Regions from separate parts of the Sus scrofa genome. Here region 1 is linked to region 2. Evidence: chromatin contacts called from public Hi-C data. All regions are on one chromosome and are shown on one strand. The core of a region is the stretch at or near the end of the contact, and the rest is flanking DNA. Distances in the headings are between cores, read along the strand shown.

Region 1 (3,059 bases), core at 209-2,708, 240 kb before region 2:
ACCTGATGTTTTGGTTTGGGATGCAGCAAAACTTGAGCACCAAATTCATATGCAGAAATCCAAAGTCACAGGGGCTGGGGTAGTTACTAGTATGCTCTTCTTTTGGTTTTAAAAGGAAACTATTTCCTTTTTTCTGCAAGTTGTTTACAAAATAGCACAAAGACAGCAAACAACATTAAATGATCAAGTTTCCATGTTTATAGGTAGGTTTCTGACTGCATGAAAGCAAATGTAAAATGAGAATTTCCTAATAGATGCTTTCAAAATCTCCAAGAATTGCAAAGCAGCTTTTCTTATCAAAGTGCATTCAAACCAGTCCTAAGATTGTCTAGAACCCTTATTCACAGAAAACAAAAACCCTCCAAATAATGTATAAACATTTACTTTTATGAAGAAGGGAAATACTGATGCATGCCCACTGGTTTATTACAATTGACATTCCTAAGGATTCAGAGCGCAGTAATACATATGATTGTACAATCATCAAAAGAAGGACTTAGAAGAATTTCCTATCGACTTGATGGATAACACAGATTTTCTAAGATTTGGGTAAAAATTGCATATATTTTCTTTCTACAAGAATAAATATCTACATGTGAATTTCGCTAAAATAGAAAAAAAGAGTGCTTAAACTGAGAGAGCCGGAGTCAGATGTTTTTTCCTTATTATGCTTTTGAATGCTACAGAATTGGTTACTGGATAGGCTTGGGAGTTTTTTTAGTAGAAAAAAAATCACAAAAATGTTTTAATAATGCATACCTAACGTTTATTTTCTTATTAGTAATTGTTATGAAACCAGAATGCTTTGCCAGCCTATCCAACTGCACCTGTTACTAGATATTTCCAAGAGACTCACACACCAATTTTGCCTGAGTGCACTGGGTGTATTTCCCGTTGTTTTGATTGTACAGTCAGGGCACAGGCAGTTTGCATTCAAACAAGAGGGCACGTTTTATTCAAAGAGGGAGAGTGATGTCCTTGGAACTCCAACCTTAATGAAACATTTTTCAAAAGGATACGCTGATTGGAACTGGGGCAAGAGCCAAAGAGAGACGTCCGGAGAGAGAAGGGTGAGTGCATGATTGAGAGGAAGGAAATGGATTAGATCAGCAAACCCAAACGACAGGATCCCAAGAGATTTCTAAAAACAAACAAACAAAAAAACTGTATGAAGTCATTACAGGCACACCGCATCCATCTTGCGGGGTAGATGCATGCTCCAGAGTGCAAAGAAAGTTTGCCCCTCCAACCTGAGTCTCTGCAGAATTCTAAAGATTCCCCCACCATCTTAAGAGCCTTCAGTCCCAAACTGCTTAAAGGATGATTGGCTGAAGTTCCTCTGACTAATTTTGGCAGAAGTCACATTTCTAGCTGGTTGATTTGGGCATCAAAACGCACCGATGTCTTCGGACATCTGTACTAGAGAGACACCCTTATGCTAAAACCCGACTCCAGCACTCCCCTTACAAAAATAGCACGTTTCCGTTCATGCGGAACGCTGATTAGACTCTCCCAACACAACTCATACTTTTTAAAAGGCGCGTCAGAATTTTAAAGTGCATTAAATAAAGGGCATTGGCACATTAATGCAGCTCCGTTTGAGGAAAGATGCTGCACAATTTCCGCTGAACCATCGTGCAAACCTTCAATAAAGAAAGTTCTCAGAGGGAAAAAAAAATACACACAGGCACACATCCTCGATGTGGAGAACAGTGTCCTTGGGAACTAAATAACTTAGATGGATATAAAACTAAGCCTTTAAGGTGCTTTGTTTCACATACTTAAGGCAGAGCATGACTCCCCAGGGGATGGTTGTTTTGCTAACTTATTTAAAATATTCTATTTTCCCTGCAGCTGTTGCCTGCATGGTAGGAAGACACAGGATAGTCTGCTTGGTGATTTTTGAAGATAGATGTTACTTTCTCCTATGTCTAAATGTACATTTAGAAGAAACAAATGGCTTTCTGTATTAAGGGCTTTTCAAAATGACTGTGGTGTTGTCAACAAGCTGGAGGAGTTGCAGGGACAGTGTGACAGGTGGATTAGATCCCTCTTAGCCTTGGCTCTTGCTCACTCATCCCTGGCAGAGGTGCTGATGTAGTTTATGCCACAGAAGATAAAGGTTCTGCGCATGCAGAGTCCAGATATTATGTGGAACACCCAGGGTACAGCTCTGTGCCATGATCCCCATGCCTGCTAACAGTGGCAGAGAAAATACCAGATAGGGGGAGGGCACATACACCCAAGCCCAAATTAGGCAGCTTTTCAAGGCTGGAAGAGACTTAATTGAATGGCTGCAAAAGCAGCCCTAGCAGCTGGAGAGACTTGTTCGGCGGCTTTTACTCCATGCTCGAGTGTGTTTCCAAGTTTAACTTCTTGGAAAAATAAGGAAACTGAAAAGATAGGGGAAAAAATTCCTTTTATAGCAAAAAATAGTGACAACTGAACACCTTAAGAGCTTTTAGAGCTCGTTTGGGTTGGAAAGAAATATCTTTCGGTTCTACAGTCCTACATCTTTTTTCTATTTCCTAAGCCGATGTCAGTTACACTTATTGTCAGTTTGGAACATGGAAAAGACAAAACAAAAGAACTTTGCTCTGAGCAACGTTAATAACAGCATTGGCCTTCTGGATGGTGGAACTGCTCCCAGCAGAAAGATCTGGTAGCTAAGCCGGCCCAGATGATTAAACTGGAAGGGTTACTGAAGTTCATGGCTTAAGTAATGGCTTTCACCTGTAGGCTTCCAGCCACAATCAATAATTTTGCCAAGAGAAACCCACAAAGTGCTCAATGGGACATAAGCAAGTCTCCTTTCTAAATCACAGGTGGTACCATCATGCCTAGTCACTGATGTTCTTTCATGCCAGATAATTTCACTGGCTTCTTGCTCTTAAGAGCTGCCATCTCTTAACTCTTCTCTTCTTTATCCCATGTCATTTGTCTACTATAACTGATCCAGATTTTCCACTAAAACTGTAAACTGCCCCAAACTAGACCAACCAAGATAGGGTGAGAACAGATGAGGTCAGCAGAAATATTTACTGGGCACTAATAGTTTC
Region 2 (2,706 bases), core at 170-2,669:
TGTAGCCGATAGAGAATCTGAGAATCAGAGATAGTGCTTGTGATAATGCAGCATAAAGTAGTGTCTAAATGTAAAATTTTATTTTAAGATAAGAACACGGAATGGGTAGGAAAGACAGAGATCTGCACAGTGTGTGAAGAGACAGGAAACAACCTATAAATGCCCCAATTCTTGTTCCCTAAAATTTGCATATGAACAAAAGATCATGAAAATTGATCAGAACTCTTGTCACTGGCACAGAATTGCATTGCATCAGAAAATGGAGATTAGGACGTTCCCATTGCCAGATGGTATAGGAATGTGGCTGGATGTTGACTCTAATTGAAGACAGCCTGCCTTCCAAGGTGGGCGCTATCACTTAATAAAGTTGTGTAATTTAGGCAAGTTTGTACCACTTCCTAAATGGCCCTGGGTCAAGTAGTAGCACAAACTCCACAGAGTCACTCTCAGGATTGAAACAGCTAATATTTGAGAAATTCTTAGAACAGTGTCTGGCACATAGTAAACATGTAAGTGCTAACCTGTCATCATTACTTGCATTTCTCCAGTGGGAGGACTAAAAGCTATTATTTTGGAGTAATCTCCATTTCAAATCCCATGGGCTAGATTAGAGATATCAGTTGGTTTAGCGAGGAATTAGAGATGGAAAGGGAAGATTTCTTTCGGGGCGGCTCTATCTTTATCCTTCTAAGTCGTAGGAAATTCATAAAGCGGGCGTTTGTTATTTGCATTGCACAGACCAGAAAACTGGCTAGAGAAGGTAGAACTCTGGGCCAGAACTACACGTTGAGTAAGGAGTGGGTCACGGTAAAACTGGTCTCAGTTTAAAGGGAGTAAAGGAACATCTTCTCCCAGTAGACTTCTGGACTTGAAAAGTTCTCACTTTTCCGGGGGTGCCTAGAAAAAAGGGTGAGGGCCCTGCAGGAGAGGACCCACATTGCTCTCGAAGCCCAGGCGCTACAACTTGGCTCAGTGGCCTCTTTCTGCGTCACCCACGCCTCGCTAAGAGCACCAGCTTCACTTTGCAGGAGATCCAGGCTCGACCTTTCCGTTGGGGAGGCCGATGTGGCCTCTCTCGGCCTCCCTTTCCCGATCCTCCCTCAGGGTATCTGACTCCTCTGTGCAAGTCTTAAAGAGTTTAATTACTTAATTGATTTGCAAACTACACTTTGGAGTCAAAGAACTGAGAAGGGAAAGCACCGGGAACTTTAAGCAACGCGCAGGAGCACAGGGCCCGCGAATGGCTCCAGCCTCGGGAGCCCTGGCAGTTCAGCCCTCACGCGCGACGCCGGCCTGAATCCAGCCACCCACCTCCCGTTCCGGAGGAGGCGTGGCCCGCACGCGCCGCCATCTTGATCGCCTCTCTAGGCGCTCTGTTTACTACTCTATGGTCGCCCGCTCCCGCCCCGCCCCTCCCCAGTCATTGTCTGGAGGAGCAGCCGCGGCCGCAGCGCCTTCTCTTTATAAGCCCGCAGTGCCCGGATGTGAATGGATTACAATGTATCTTTCAGGGAAACCTATTATTATCAATGTGACTCCACAGGGGAGTCAATGGTGATGATGATGAGGAGGAGGAGGATGATGATGATGAGACACCTCTAAACTTGGAACAAGTTTAAGACTTTATAAGAGGAGAAGAAAAAAAAGCACCACCAAGACTTGTTTGAGGAAAAATCATAACTATCCTGTATTGCTATTTTTTATAAACAATAAGAAAAAGTTGTCGGATTTTTTTTTTTAATGATTTCTTTTTGGGGGGAGGGAATTTTGTTGCAGTTTTATGGTGGAAAATGCAAAAACCAGAGCCAGGTGCATAATCTTGTATTTTGTGGATATCCCTGGAGCAGAACTGAGTACCAGTTAAAATACTTTTTTGGGGGATACACATGTGAGATACTAAGTACTTGCAGAAGATTTTTGTCTCTCTTTTTAAAGTCACTTTCCTTGGAATATTGTGAGAATATTTGTGGCCATTTAAGGTAACGTTACAATTTGCTGTCAGAGTAAACTGTTTGTAATTGAATTTAATTTTTAAAATGTAGATCCCAGTGTTTAATTAAAACAAAAGGAACGACCTATTAAATAATTGCCAATGAGAAAAAGTGTGTGCATGCATTCTGTGTATGTACTCGCACCTCTAGCAATAACAGGGTTTATAAAGTGTGTGTTTTAACCCATGTTAAAATAGCGTATGTTGGATATACTTGATAAAGCACGTTTGTTATTATGAAACGATAGATTTGTGCAGCTTAATTTTAATCCTAAAAAGTGATGTGAAAAAAAGTATGTTTTAAGAGCATGCAGGGCCTGTAATGGTAAATGTTGAATTAAAAACTTAAAGTGCTGGCGAACGAGGGCTTAGCGTGCCTAGGAACTCAAGTGTAAAAACAAAACAACACCAACCCTCAAAAATTGTCTTTTATTTATTTATTTATTTTTTGGCGAAGTTAGCAGTTATACTATTCTGTGACTTTACAGGGAGGGGAAAGAAAGTATGTAATTTAGGTTTCGCCCCCAACGCAGAAGTACCGACATGAAAATCTCCCCAGCAAAATGTGGCTTGGTTTATATCTAGAAAAAGAAAAATATTGTTCCTCTTGGCAAAGTCTTTTTGCATCACGTGTATTTGCAGCCTAGTATAAACTTGCTTTGCCGTGTGTGTGGATGTGTGAGTGAGAGGGAACGAGAGTCAGAGAAAGAAAGAAG

What was found. Hi-C and Micro-C count contacts between places; a contact is called where the count stands out from the background.
Region 1: a Hi-C map of skeletal muscle shows a contact between it and region 2, with 7 times the contacts expected there. The contact joins the enhancer-like site here to the promoter of TCF4 in region 2. A contact is called at or near these places in 2 of 5 promoter capture datasets (fetal skeletal muscle and skeletal muscle), 7 of 47 Hi-C or Micro-C datasets (brain, embryonic fibroblasts, fetal heart ventricle and 3 more) and 1 of 2 datasets of contacts at active chromatin or transcription factors (skeletal muscle).

What each region holds. Positions count from the first base shown.
Region 1 is chr1:105,314,345-105,317,403 of Sscrofa11.1, reverse strand. No RefSeq gene overlaps it. Among named protein-coding and RNA genes, the nearest start is that of TCF4, 240 kb to the right of the region's middle. Within about 2 kb of position 1,458, at least 11 of the 83 cell types and tissues checked have an H3K27ac peak or open chromatin away from gene starts, as enhancers often do. A contact at or near this core is called in fetal skeletal muscle and skeletal muscle, where this site is marked.
Region 2 is chr1:105,078,632-105,081,337 of Sscrofa11.1, reverse strand. TCF4 (transcription factor 4) reads left to right here and starts at 1,419. Exons shown (of 20, transcript XM_021093491.1): 1 at 1,419-1,979.